Regions from separate parts of the Zea mays genome. Here region 1 is linked to region 2. A link is a contact called in public Hi-C data. All regions are on one chromosome and are shown on one strand. Each heading gives the region's core, a stretch centred on a gene start, on an enhancer-like site or on the middle of the called end of the contact. The rest is flanking DNA. Distances are from core to core; before and after follow the strand shown. Region 1 holds the start of LOC100273113 (putative beta-13-galactosyltransferase 4). Region 2 has its middle 59 kb from the start of LOC109939645.

Region 1 (7,387 bases), core at 3,371-5,870, 92 kb before region 2:
GAGTTGCAACGGTTGGCTGCGTCAAATTAGGAAGGAGATCCGCACTAGACATGCTACAGTGACTGTCCGATGGTGCACAGGACTGTCCGGTGCACCACCCGACAGAAGAAAACTTTGGCCTTCCTTGTTGGCCTCCAACGGCTCCTAGCTTCCTTGGGGCTATAAAAGGGACCCCTAGGTATATGATCATCGAATAATATCATTCTATATATCTATCTATTGAAAAAATTATCTGCTAGGTTACTCGTATTTGTTCGTGCCTCGCGGGTAGGGGTGGTAATGGATCGCGATCCAAATATTTCTTCATAATTTGTTAGGACCCTAAATTAATTTTAGTTCAAATATAAATAGAAATAGAGTCTGATCTTAATCCGATTCGATACATAAATTTTATAATGTTAAATTTAGAGCTCATTGTCACCTCTACTCGTGGGTATATAATCTTACTCGTACTTGTACCTGCACAGACAATTTTACCCTCAGGTTACCCGTACCCCTAGAGCAGTATAAAATTCTAATACACCATTCAGTCAAAATGTTAAACAAACACATAAAAATAGTCCAACTTAATATATAACAAATTATAGGATTGTGTAACTCGATAGTTAAACAAATGATAGCCAAAGAAATATTTCCTTTTATCTAATAATATAGACTTTAATTAGATGCCAATAGTAATATGATGCAGATATATTTTATCCGTAGGTGTCTATCCGATTATTTTATATCTTTCTTTGTATCGGATAAAACTCTTCTGCTATTCGAATTTGGGGTAGTCATTGTGTTTCTTTTCTTTTGCGCTGCCTCTCCTTTGTTGTCCCGCTCTTGCGACTCATACCCGCAGCCCAGCCCACCAACAGCTGCCGTTTCTCTCACAGCCGCTCGCGGCCCATCTTCCCGCAGGCCGGATCATCGCCAAGAAGCAGGGCCGGAGCGTCGTCCACCATGCCGCCAGGTCGTCTTGGAATGGGATCCGAGCGCCGCCTCCCGACCCGATCCCCGACTCGGCCAAGAGCGCCGCATGCCCTGCCCGCGCGACGAGGAGAAGCTGGACCTGACGCATTTCCCTGTGCGCCGGGGCGCATCCTCTCCCTCCCGATCGCTGGGCTCGGCCAAAGAAGCGCCGCCGGCATTTACCCTTGGAACTCCGACGCCACCGCGAATCAACCGAGCTGCCGCCTCTCCGTCTCCCGAAGAAAGTTCGCCGGGATCGCCCGAAGGTATAGTATATACAGTCCTCTCTGGACAGGACAGCAGTGCTGTTTCTCTTTCTCGCTCGGTACAAAATAGCTGAGAATTCAATTTCACTTTGAAAAAAAAAGAAGAACGCTGACAATTCAGTTACTTTGGAGAAGAAATTTATTACAGTATGTTATTTGAAACCAACCAGTAACATCGATGAGGATCTCGCCAAGAATGGTGGGGGGAGATGCCCAGTCTCCCACTCCTTTCACTCTCTCTCTTCCTCATCATGATCCTCTCCTAGCTTGTCTTTATATCAGTAAAAAAAACGTGGGATCTTTTCGAGCACCAAAATAGAAAAAGAAAAAATCCCCTTACAATAATCCAATTCCTAATCCAAAAACACCCCCCCTCCCCCCCCAAAAAAAAAACATACACCCCTTGTGTCTACCATAACGCATGTACACTTGGGTGTACATTGCCCCTCTCGATCTGAAGCCCTTCAGTCTGGTCCTGCACTTGCAAAGCAGAGTGAGCCTTCGGTGGCAGCCAGGCACACACTGTTGAGCCCTGTTTTTTTTGTTGTCCCCTTGTATACGTACGTATGTATGTACGTGCTTTCCTTGTAAAAAAGCGTGCGATTTATCTGGGGCCTAAAACTCTGCATTCCAAATCGCGTTCTCGCTCTCGCCGCAGCGCTGATGGACCTCCTTGATCCGGTCAGCGGATTTGCAGATGCCGCTGCAGCTCCAGTCGAAGGAGGCGACGCACGCGTTCCCCGCCTGCGCCTTCCACTCGCAATCTGCACAAGTTTGGTGAGCGCGAAGCTTGGTGAGTTGGTGTGCGTGTTAGGCAAAGAACCGTTTCAGCTGACAGCGCTGCTGCTGCTCCTGCGCTCCAACACACAGGAGAGGACCTGCCTGATGCGTCTTTGCCACCACGGTTCTTAAGGTAAAAAAAAAACAACAACGTTTCTTCGTCTCGGCGGCGCCATCAATTGGCAGCCTTCAGATTCAATCGTTACGAGAAGCAGCGTAACACTCGAAAGGAAAGTTGAGACGTCTCATGTCATGGCAGACTGCTAAGGATGGTTAACACACACAAGCACACATGCTGCCGACAGCTGACGCCGCACCTACTCTCTGAAGTTGACCATCAACTACCCCGAACGGGAACGGCCCCGCGTTTCCCTCTCCCCCCCACAAACAATCCCCACAGACGACAGACAGATCACGCTCACGCACACGCTGTATGTATAAAGAAGACCAGCCACCGATACGGTTGGAAAGAACTTGGAAGACCAATCCACTGGCACCTTCACATGCTGACACCAACTGGACTACTGGTAGCTAGAGGAAGCGACTACGTATTGTATGCTCATAAACGACGTACAGACGGGAAAGCGTCAGGTTGTATATATACCTGGTGGCGTGCCGCAGCAAAGGCGGCGGTCGTCGACGTGCTCGACGTCCAGTCCGATGAACCAGGATCCCAGGGACACGTCTTCGTTAGCGTATTTGTGCAGGACATGCCTGAAAACGTATCCAACCATGGTCAATAATGATGCTCTGCATCTCTTATATTCATAAAAGAAAAAAAAAACAGGAAGGACGAAGCACACGGCCGGGGTGAGCAGCATTCGAGTGGAAACGCTTACTGGTTGAGTGCTATGTAGGAGGCCAGGTCCTTGGAGATGGCGTACAGCTGACCGGAGGCGTGGCGGAAGTACCTGTTCCCCCACTCGCCGAATTTCCAGTACTCAGGCTCGTGGTACCTCACGCCCCTAACAGCAAGAACATGAACGTCTGCGACAACAAGAACATGAACATTTTATACGGCCGGCGACGGGACTTACTTCTGGGCTAGCACGGGGCCAGATTTCATGCAGCCAACGTAAGCTCGCGGCTTGGAGCGGTGCCTCGCCAGCGTGTTTCCAAGAGTCGCTGCAGTGCGCTTCCAAAAGAACTCGTTAGTCTACTGTGTTTGCCTTGCCGGGACCTGAACATGCATGGGATCAACGTCGACGGCACTGTTCTGTAGTCAGTCTGTACGCACCTATGTTCACATGCACGTCGTCGTCTACCTTGACGTAGTACTCCGCGTCCCACGTGGACACGGCCGCCACGAAGTACGCCTTGGTCTTCGCCGCCAGCTCCAGGTACCCTTCCACGTGGTCCTGTCAACGGTTGGAGGAGGCCATACATTACATGCACATTCCAACAAGAGCACTTCAGTTCAGTACTGAGTCGGACGACGGGATCAGTTCGTTTTACCAGCCTCATGAAGTCCCCGTGCTTCCTGTCCTCCGCGTCGATCGCTCGGTCAAGTATGCCGCCGGGAGTCGCGCTGCGTGGATGGCAGCAGAACAACAGTTTTGTTTTTGTTTTCCTTTTTCTGAATCAGTAACTAACAGCGTAGAGAGCTGTCAGGTCGTCTTTCAGTCACATATATGAACTACTCACTCACCTGTGGCCGATGACGAACCGAATGACGATGCCCTTCTCTTCCTCCATCGTCCTCCTCTTCTCGCCTGCAGTGGAACGAACCCAACCGACGGTCAGAGCAAGTTTCAGAGTGCGCAGGACGAGACTTGTTTCTGGAAAAGCACGCACAAGAGACAAGACCAACCTTGAGGCATCCATGTCGCGCGGACCGAGTCTCTCCTCTTCCGGCTGCTGAACGCGGTGTTTACGCCGACGACCATGAAGTGCTTCCGCTTCCCCGTGGGCTCGGGCACCGGGGCGCCGGCGGCGCCGTGGAGCATGGACTCCTGCGTCGCCTTCGCGGACGCTAGCTCCATCTCCAGGTTCGAGATCGTCCTGTCCAGCGTCCTGATTGATCACAGGCAAAACAGTTCGATCGGAAGTCGGAACAGATAATACAGCATATTGCTGAATGCGGATTGCTCTACGTCAAGAGCCAGGCTAGGCTAGGTTACTCACTGGATGACATCTTGAGTTCTTGGAACCTCTCCGGGAACGTCTCTTGCATCGCCGGCCTGTAACCGACCACGAGGAGAATGTTTACACTACAGACCTGTCTGTCTGCCCATGGCTCGGAGCAGAAACACTGGAAGCACAACTGCGCGGCATTCGATACGTACGCTTTTCGGAGCGCAGTCGCCGTCGACAAGGCTCATCTTCTCCACCTCCAACGTCGACCTTCTGATGATCTCCTTCGGCTCCGGCACCGTCCACATCCTGCATCAAACAAACGGTCCTTTTTACCGTCAACAAGTACAGCTCTTTTGACCATACGCAACCTCGGTGAAAGAAAAAGGCACAGGGCGCCCTGCCACGCACTGCGAGACTGTGACTGTGTTGTCGGCGGCGGGCGTCGACGGGTAGGCAGCGCTCGCCTTTCGCGCGCGGAGGCGGACCGGCTCCGCACGGGATGGGGATAAATGGTCCGCCTTACCTGCCGGCGACGCAATAACCGCCGCACCCCCCGAATCTTTTTTTTTCGCCGGCAAATAAAGGCGCGTCACGGCCGTCGTCGCCCAAGTACAGCACAGCACAGGCGCGGTCCAAGTTTTCCACGATCACCACGGGCGCGCGGGGACCCAGGGCCCTCTTCATTCCCCCTGGTTGCTGCTTTGGGCTGAGTGGAGAGGGCACGAGCACGAGCACGATACGGGCGACGGAAGTACAGTACAGCAGCGGCACTAGTTGCCCGGCAGGTACGCGACGCCCCCCCATTGACCAGGGAGGGCGAGGCACGCTGGACAGGCAGGCGCCATGAGAAGCTGGAAACTTGGAGCCGTGGGACGACGACGAACGAAGCCAAGAGCCACGGATTTTGCGTGCTACGGGGAATTGGGAGACAATAGTAGAAGGGAAGGGATACGAGATCGTGTCAACTTGACACTGAATTCGCGATCGTGGGATATGAGAACGAACGAACCGCTGAAACGGATCCAAAACACCAAACCAAGAGCCGGCCGGAGGAAGGAGGAGGAGGAATTGAAGCAGGGGGCGCAGCGCAGCGCAGGCAGCGTTACCTGTTGGTGAAGAGCAGGCCGATGCAGAAGCTGCCGAAGCAGAGGAGGAAGGTCCACTTCTTGGAGATGGAGCCTCGCAGCACCAGCTCGTCTCCTCCTCCTCCTGCAGCCGCTCCCTGCCCCCAGCCCCTGCTGCCGCTGCTCTTGTTGAAGCTCATCTTCATCGATCTCTTTCCCAATCACTCTCTGTTCCCCTCTCTCTATCTCTCTTTCTCTCTCGACGACCGACCCCAGGGGCAGCGCGGCTCTCTCTGGGCCTCAGCGCTGTCGGAGGCTCGTCAGGGCCCTACTAGCTGCTCCTCACTCGCCGAGAGCTCATGATCGCAGTCAGCCCCCCAAGAACTTGAAGGAGGCACCAAGCGATGGTCCCGGCCTCTCTCCTCCTCCTGCTCCCGCGGCAGTCGCTCTCGCTTTTGTCCAGAGCAAGTCTCTCTATCTGCCGCGGCTTTTCGTTCCTCGCCCACTCTCACCCTCTAGATTCCCGGGCTCCCGATGATGCGCAGGTCCTCCTCCTGCCGGCTGGGGCTGCTGCTGCTGCCACCACCACCACCACCACCACTGGTTGGTGCCTTTGGGGTGAAGGGGAAGCTAGGCCAGCAGGCCAAGGAGGAAGGAAGGCAGGCAGAGGCAGGCAGCCACGGACATGACGCACCAACTGCGCGTGCGCGGGCGGGAAGAGTGGGGTCTGGACTCTGGAGGAGGGAAGGGATCTCGGGCGCTCTCTCGATCGGGAGATTTATTCGGCACAGTGCCCGCGGCCACTTGATCCGTTCAGGTCATTTCCGGCCGGTTTATGTGCTGTATATAGCTCAAGTGGCACAATTAATTGGGTGTTTGCTGTGCTCTACAGTGCAGTGAGGGGAGTTTGAACTGCCTGGAGGAAATGCCGGCTTTGCCCCCCTCTCCCCGGTTGTTGGTCAAGTCAATGGCGCCATCCTCTGCCCCTGTTTGGAAGTAAGCCCTCCCATGCCATGATCCTATGCCGTGTGGCCCGGGGAGTGTGGGTCGGGAACTGTGCGAATGCTTGATCTGCTGAGATTTTTCACAATTCTACCTCACTAGCTTGATCTGCGTTTTCTTTGCAAGAGGCTAAGGTCCGTTCGGTTATTCAGCAACATCTTCCAGAAGCAATTCACAGCTGGAACGACTTTGTGCCTATCCTTCGGGATCTCATCTTTATTTTAAATTTCACTATGTAAACAGTATCATCTACATTACAAGTTATCTATTTTACATTGATTTGTTGTCTTCGCTTCACTTGTAGAGTTGTAGAATTCAAATGATGGGGCCATGCGGTAGTGAAAATCACTGCTACTACTACGAAGGACCATTAGTTTTTTTTTGGAAAGATAGATACTTCAAGGTTTTTCCGTATGACGACTGACTACTCATGACTCCGAGGTTGTGCTCGCTCCACTCCCTACTTATTGATCATTTTACTTTTGTCTCAAGTTAAGCTCCAAACGTATTGTAGTTATTTCTTTTTCGTTAAACTCTCCGGCCGTCAATTATGTGGTGTCTTGTGACGATGATAGTGCACTTGTTTGAACTTGTAGATAGATGTCAATACAATATGCCGTCTTATAGATCCAGAAAAGTTGACTTACGACAGAGTTTTCTTTAGTCAAATTTCCTTCGATTTGACCACATTGTTTTATAAGAGAACACATGTTTACTGACACTACGTAGTTACTGTCTGATGCATGAAAGTCCAACATGAAGCCACTGCCACACGGATGTTGTGCTAGCTACTCTCTATATCTACTACTTATTAACGCACGCGGTAAGGGGTAGCCATCCTCATTCCGCCCTCCCTGCAAAGGGACATACCATTCCCGGCTGCCATTCTAATCTAAAATTAAATTAAATTTAAAAAACACAAATGTAGCCTCAATGGGATTCGAACCCGTGACCCCTCAAGCAAATGTGTTCATAGCTACCACTGTACCATATATGTGTTTATGTCAATGTTTGTTACAGTAAAAATATCTACTACATGTCTCCCAAATCCCATCTGCTACCCTTGCACAATGTGTAGTAGTAGATAATTATCAACGAGATTACTGAATTATATTTTTGGACGGAGACAGTAGTATTTAAAGAAGAGCCTTGCATGCAATTTCTTTTTTTTATAATATTTTCAACTTAAATTCCTTTTTTATATGTGTGATATTTATTCTCCGTAATATTTTTTTTCATGGACCT
Region 2 (6,660 bases), core at 2,443-4,942:
CCATCCATAGTAGCAAATTATAAATTCTTATCGAGAAGAATGCATACTATTGATAAATGGGACTGGGTCACTAATCTGCCATGATATATAAACAATGCAAAAGGATGGAACTTATGTTTTTTCTTGCTTCCACTTCCTACAATATACATTTAGTTCCACAAAGAGCTCCGCAGAGACTCTAGGTGATGGACGATACCCATGGTCTTGCCCTTGACCATACCATCTAATAGTATAAAGGTATCAAATTTTCAGCAAACTGTTAACAAGAAAAACAATAAAATACTACAATAGTACTTACTGTTTTAAAATCTAGAACATGAATATCACTCATGGTACCAGAAATCCTTGAACCCTAAACCCTAAATCCTCAGCTTTGCCCTCGTGTACCCACCGGGGAACACAGAGAAATCAGTGACCACTATTTACCCATGGCCTGTGAAATGGGAATATAATGTATAATTTTATTTATTTGGATACTATTCATATGCAATCTTGTTGTTTTAAAAAAGGAAAAGAATTCACAACAGCATTTCTAAGTGTGTTTTGACAACACACTTAATATTTAGAAATAAACAATAATTATATTTAAATAAATATCTCAATACGTATTTATATGATATACAACAAATAGAGTAAAGCACGGGGAACTAGCTAGTCAAAGAAATAAGCACCGCGGTCTCAATTCTTGTTCGTTCAAAAAAACAAAACACGTACGTAATATCGAAAACAATAAAACAAGTACGCGACTTTAATTCATCAGTTAACTAACTGGCAGACAATGTACTGTTTCTCAACGTGACCTAACCATTCTGTAATGTAGTGAAACAGTACACACAACCGAAACGTCAGCAGAGCTAGCATTGAACTGTACAATATACATGTCGAAACGTCAAGAAATTAACTAAAAAAACATTGAACCCTACAAGGCTCCAATGCTCTCTAGAAGACAAGAAGATAGAATTATTGGCAAGTAATGTGTAAACAAGTAGCGTCATGCAATGTGTAGAGCTAGCTCACATGCATTTGTTGCACCAACCAAACGTGAGGAGGTAATATATAGCGGGCCAGATCCAAACTAAGTGGGACCAATCTTGTATTACAACTCACCCAATTTCTAGGACATGCATGTTGATACATTACTAGGACCCTAGCTGCATGTACTCACTCGATTTCTCGAGTTGATGTACCAACGATCGATCTGCTGGGGTTGAAGGCAACGCGCCCTTCTCATGCGCTCCACGTGGTGGTGCCCCAGGAAAGCAACCAAGCGTATCCTGCCACTACATGCATGAAGCATCAGCTCTTTTATTTCCTTCCGGAGAGAATATTTTGCATCTGCTAGATATGTATGCCTAGATTAGATCTCCATCAACAATATGTGTAAGAGCATCTGTAACATATAGCTTCTTAAAAACAATTATTGAACCATGGACTATACCAAGTACAAAAGGCTAAGTGATTATATAAATGAAGCTTCTTTCAAAAGTTTACAATATTTGGTTGCTTATAAAAGATTAAAGAAAAGACCCACCAATTTTTTCCACAAAACTTAATGCATCTGCAATAAATCACGATGTAAATTGTAAAATTGTTAAAAAAAATAATAAAATAAATTTTGAAAAACATGTGTATGATATTTTTTGAATGAAACACCCTTAAAAAAATCCTAGATCCGCCGGTGCAACCAATAAATAAATATCATGTCATCAAAACCCATTAATTTAATTTAGAAAAGGTTTTAAAACACATTTTTCCTATGGCTAAATTTGTGCCAAATTAAACTGTCTTAGAAAGTTGGATATAAATATTAAAAGCATTATATATTTTTTAATTCAGTGTGTTCTATTTATAATCCAAAATTAGAAATATTAGGGCGTGATAGTTTGCCATGTGTGATGTCTGTAGGCGAGTATTGTTTTAATTAGTTACTACCTTCGTTTTCGAATAATTGTCGTTCGCTAGTTTACTTTTCAACTAAAATACGGTGTGGTGAATAAAAAAGAACGGAGAAAGTACATTTAAGTGTGATGTTTAAGAATTTTTTTTGTAGCACTAAGGTACTGCTTTGCGGGGGTACTGCCAGTTTATGTGGTATCAACCTTCGTCGACAGTGTACATTGGTTGTCGAGAGGCGCCAACGCCCCACCACTCGCACGGTATGCCACCCATGCATGCATGCATGCATGCCATGCGGCCGGCGAGCTGACCCATATGATTCCTGCGTGCCGGCCAGGGTTGCCACGTGCTGTACTGCGCACAGGCACATGTATGCGGTGTGCCCAATCACACAACTACCACCGTCCCTCTTTCATATCGATCGCCGCCACTATTATTTTTGGGTCCGGTCACTCACTGTGTCCCATTTTCTGTGCTTAAATATAAGCATTTTCTTTAGTTATTACTACCGTTTTATTTTTTTAAGACATTATATGTCTAACATATGAATAATTTTGGCTATTTGTCCGGTGTCCTATTAGAGCATCTCCAAGAGACTAGTTAAATGGCTTGCCAAGCTAATTTTTTGCTATTCAACAGCAAAATAACTTTCCAACAGATTAGCTATTTGACTCGCCAAGCTATCTGACTCTCTAAATTAGTTCTCTCACTAGCTAAATTTGGCTAGTCATCTGACTAGCAAAACTAAATAGATAGTCTGTTGGAGTAAGATGCTACATATAGAGTGCAACCATTATGAAAAATTAAATAGAGAGTTAAATAGAGAGCTAAAAATAAAGAGTTTATTGGAGATGCTCTTAGCTGCCCTAAACGACAGCGACACGGTCTCTAAAATATAACTTTGACAAATATTTTTTTTGTTAGAAATATAAATAAAACTCTTAACACATTTATACTTTAATAAAGTACACGTCAAGACAAATTAGAGCATATAGAAATTAGGTTTTAAAACTAAATAAAAAAATAGTTATTTGAAGTCAAAATTTTATAAATTTAACTTAAACCTTGTCTAAAATGACTACCAATACTACGCCGGAAGGAGTATGAGAGTTTAACCAATGGGCCAGCATGGTTGATAGACTAGTATAACGTATTATATAAGATAGGTTTCTCCTGTTGTTGTGTGCATGGAACTGACCGATCGACATGTGATATTATTCATGTAGAGAAACGATGCAGCAGTAATCCAACAAAAAAGTAATGTACAGCAGGAAGTACACCTTTTCCCCCATCTTCAAGGGGAATTTCTCGCTGGGCTTTACCATATCCAAAATAAATAAATAAATAAACATATGTACCGTTATTATATACACAAACCGATCCCAGCACATCCCTCTGGAAATCCCATCAACCAATGGCATATTCTGTACTACTATAGCCAGCAGAATCTGGTTTGCCAAGAACGATAGCTTTGTCGATCTGTCAACTCATCCACAGATTCCCCTTTCGATCAAATCAAAGAAACCAATCACCATCCTCGTAAGATTAGCCACAGTAATCTCTTTTTGCTCCCACTCTCACCGTCCAAACCGGACAGCGACAGATCGTATCTGCAAAAGTTTAACGCTTCCGATGGGATAGCAATGGCGTATGTACGTCCCTGCAGCTGCTTGGCGCTCACTTCAGAGGCGCTCGAAAAGAGAAACGGCAGGCGGCTGCATCTGCGTGCCTGCATCGCATGTGTGCGTCTCCGCATGGGGAGCCGGGTCGGCGGCACGTGGCCACGCCGGTGAGGAGGCGCTTGCCGACTTGGCGTCCGGCCGGCAGGGACGGTGGCTCACGTTGTGCTCTCTGCTGCGGCTCTGTTGGGCTGGCTGCCGCTCCAAAAGCTCCGGCCGGCCGGCTGGCTGCGTGCAGGCCAGTGACGCACGCCGTGCCGTGATGCTTTGCTTGCTTTGTTGTTTTCTATGGGTGGTGTGTGTACGTGTAGGATGGATGGCGGTTGGCCTCGCTTGCTTTTTCTTTCTTTTTTCCTGTGTTTTTGCCCTTTTGGGATCCCAATGTCGTTGCTCTGTTACGTTGGCAGATGGGGACGGGGCCTGTAATGGTTCAGGAAAGATGGGGTGACGTATATATATATACTCCTTGTTTGTTTACGTACTCCCGTTGTCTTTCCATCTCTGTCGTCGGCGGCGGCACTAGTTGGAGTAAGCAGAGTATATTTATGTGCCTTGTGCTCTCGGCATTTCCTTTAGCTTTCACGTTTCAACGCTGTAGGAGTACATGTTTTTGCACTAATGATGTGCGGGCTTCATATTATTATAAAACACTTCTGTCACGATTCTTGAGGAACCATATCAATTGTACCACTTGACTTAACAAAAATCGTGGATGACTTATCAATTAATGAAGATTTGTTAAGTCATTCAGGGTTGGATGCTCATTACCGTATAGTGACGAATAAGCCGTACCTCTTTATAATAACAAAAAGGGATTACATATCAACATATATCTTTACCTCGTATATGTGCTCTCTTTATCGTGTTACCTCTTGCAAATGAAACAGGATCTCCAAATCTTTTCAGGCCTCGACTTCTTCAGGGAAGAGAAGGGTGACGGGCCAAGGATACAACATGTAGCGGTGCTTTATTAACATATTAGCTGAGTGCCCGTGCGTTGCAACGGGAATATATAATACCAGTATACTATGATAATTTAAACAAAATGTGTGTTATACCGTTATGAGAAAATGTTTCATAATCAATTTGTGATTCTGGCCATACATAAATTTTGTTATTTTAATCTATCTGTTTCACCACTACACTGCAACCATCAGTATCATGCAGACTTCGATATATGTCACGATTTGCATGGTCTCATCCTTGGAGAGTATGTTCCACACATGCCAGAAAAAATTTCCTCGTACATCGTTAGTCATCAGACACGTACCACCATATGTTCTTTTTGCTTAAACAAAAAAGCAAGTGTGTGTGTTTGCGAAGATAATTAAAGGCAAGCCGGCACAAAAGCTACCCCAACGGTGGCGAGGATGAAGAACTGGTCATTGTTGTCGGTCCTCCTCAGCGTCACCTCCGCCGCCAAGATGACGCCACAGTCCTCGATATAGTAGTCGTCGAACGCGCGCGACATACCGAGTACTGATGACTCTTAGATGGGCTGTAAAATGAAGTACACCCCGGGCTCATCAACAAGGTAGTACCCCTGGTCGTTATACCACCAGATGCGCTACTCCTCTACATACATCATGTTCGAGGACACTCATACAACGTCAGCAACGGCTATCGTCCCAGCGCACAAGAATTCATGGCCGGTCAGTAGCGACTTACGTGGCAGGTTCGGCTTCAGCTGGACGATGAGCTGAACGACGTGATGGCGTCGTCGTCGAATGCGGTGCCCAGAACAACCCGAGAGTCGCTGACGACCATGAGGTCCCCCTGCTTGATTGAGGTCCCCTGCTTGACGATTGTCGGGGACCATAATTAGGGGTACCCTCAAGGCTCCTAATTCTCAGCTGGTAATCCCCATCAGCATAAAGCTACAAAGGCCTGATGGGTGCGATTAAGTCAGGGATCAGTCCATTCGAGGGACTCGATCACGCCTCGCCCGAGCCTAGCCTCGGACAAGGGCAGCCGACCCCAGAGGATTTCCGTCTCGCCCGAGGACCCCCTCCAGCGGCGAATATATTTTCGGCTCGCCCGAGGCCCTGTCTTCGCCAAGAAGCAACCCTGACCAAATCGCCGCACCATCCGACCAAATCGCAGGAGCATTTAATGCAAAGGTGGCCTGACACCTTTATCCTGACGCGCGCCCCCCAGCCGGCAGAGCCGAAGTGACCGCCGTCACTTCGCCGCTCCACTGACTGGCCTGATAGAAGGACAGCGCCGCCTGCGCCACTCCGACTGCGGTGCCACTTGACAGAGTGAGACTGACAGGCAGTCAGGCCCGGCCGAAGGCACCATAGGAAGACGACGAACTCCGCTCCGCCCGACCCAGGGCTCGGACTCGGGCTAAGCCCCGGAAGACGGCGAATTCCGCTCCGCCCGACCCAGGGCTCGGACTCGGGCTAAGCCCTAGAAGACGGCGAACTCCGCTCCGGCCGACCCATGGCTCGGACTCGGGCTAAGTCCCGGAAGACGGCGAACTCCGCTCCGCCCGACCCAGGGCTCGGACTCGGGCTAAGCCCCGGAAGACGACGAACTCCGCTCCGCCCGACCCCAGGGCTCGGACTCCGCCCTGGCCTCAGCCGATGGTCTTCGCCTCGCCTGAACCAGGGGCTCAGACTCGACCTCGACCACGGAAGACAGACTCGACCTCGGCCTCGGAGGAGCTTCCACATCGCCCAACCTAGGGCGCAGACCAGCCACGTCAACAGGAGGCGCCATCATCACCCTACCCCGAGCTGACTCGGGCCACGGGGAACAAGACCGGCGTCCCATCTGGCTCGCTCCACTAGATGGGCAATGATGGCGCCCCGCATATTCTGTGACGACGGTGGCTCTCAGCCCCCTTACGGAAGCAAGAGGACGTCAGCAAGGACTCGACAGCCCCGACAGCTGTCCCTCTGCCAAGCTCCAGCACTCCTCCGACGGCCACGACATCACACCAGCTGGGTGCCAAAATCTCTCCGGCTGCCACGACGGCATGTACTTAGGGCGCTAGCTCTCCTCCGCTAGACACGTAGCACTCTTCTATACCCCCATTGTACACCTGGATCCTCTCCTTACGCCTATAAAAGGAAGGACC

The links. A called contact is a pair of places that touch in the nucleus more often than the background predicts.
Region 1: a contact with region 2 is called in a Hi-C map of ear, with 1.8 times the contacts expected there. The contact joins the promoter of LOC100273113 here to the enhancer-like site in region 2. A contact is called at or near these places in 3 of 25 Hi-C or Micro-C datasets (ear and leaf).

The regions. Positions count from the first base shown.
Region 1 is chr5:21,436,748-21,444,134 of Zm-B73-REFERENCE-NAM-5.0, reverse strand. LOC100273113 (putative beta-13-galactosyltransferase 4) reads right to left here and starts at 4,620. Exons shown (of 11, transcript NM_001147562.1): 1 at 4,485-4,620; 2 at 4,286-4,382; 3 at 4,125-4,180; 4 at 3,811-4,013; 5 at 3,649-3,712; 6 at 3,456-3,528; 7 at 3,238-3,358; 8 at 3,038-3,125; 9 at 2,840-2,965; 10 at 2,605-2,714; 11 at 1,344-1,984. The coding sequence starts at 4,381. The coding sequence ends at 1,836.
Region 2 is chr5:21,344,928-21,351,587 of Zm-B73-REFERENCE-NAM-5.0, reverse strand. No RefSeq gene overlaps it. Among protein-coding and RNA genes, the nearest start is that of LOC109939645, 59 kb to the left of the region's middle. Within about 2 kb of position 3,692, at least 19 of the 20 cell types and tissues checked have an H3K27ac peak or open chromatin away from gene starts, as enhancers often do. A contact at or near this core is called in ear and leaf, where this site is marked.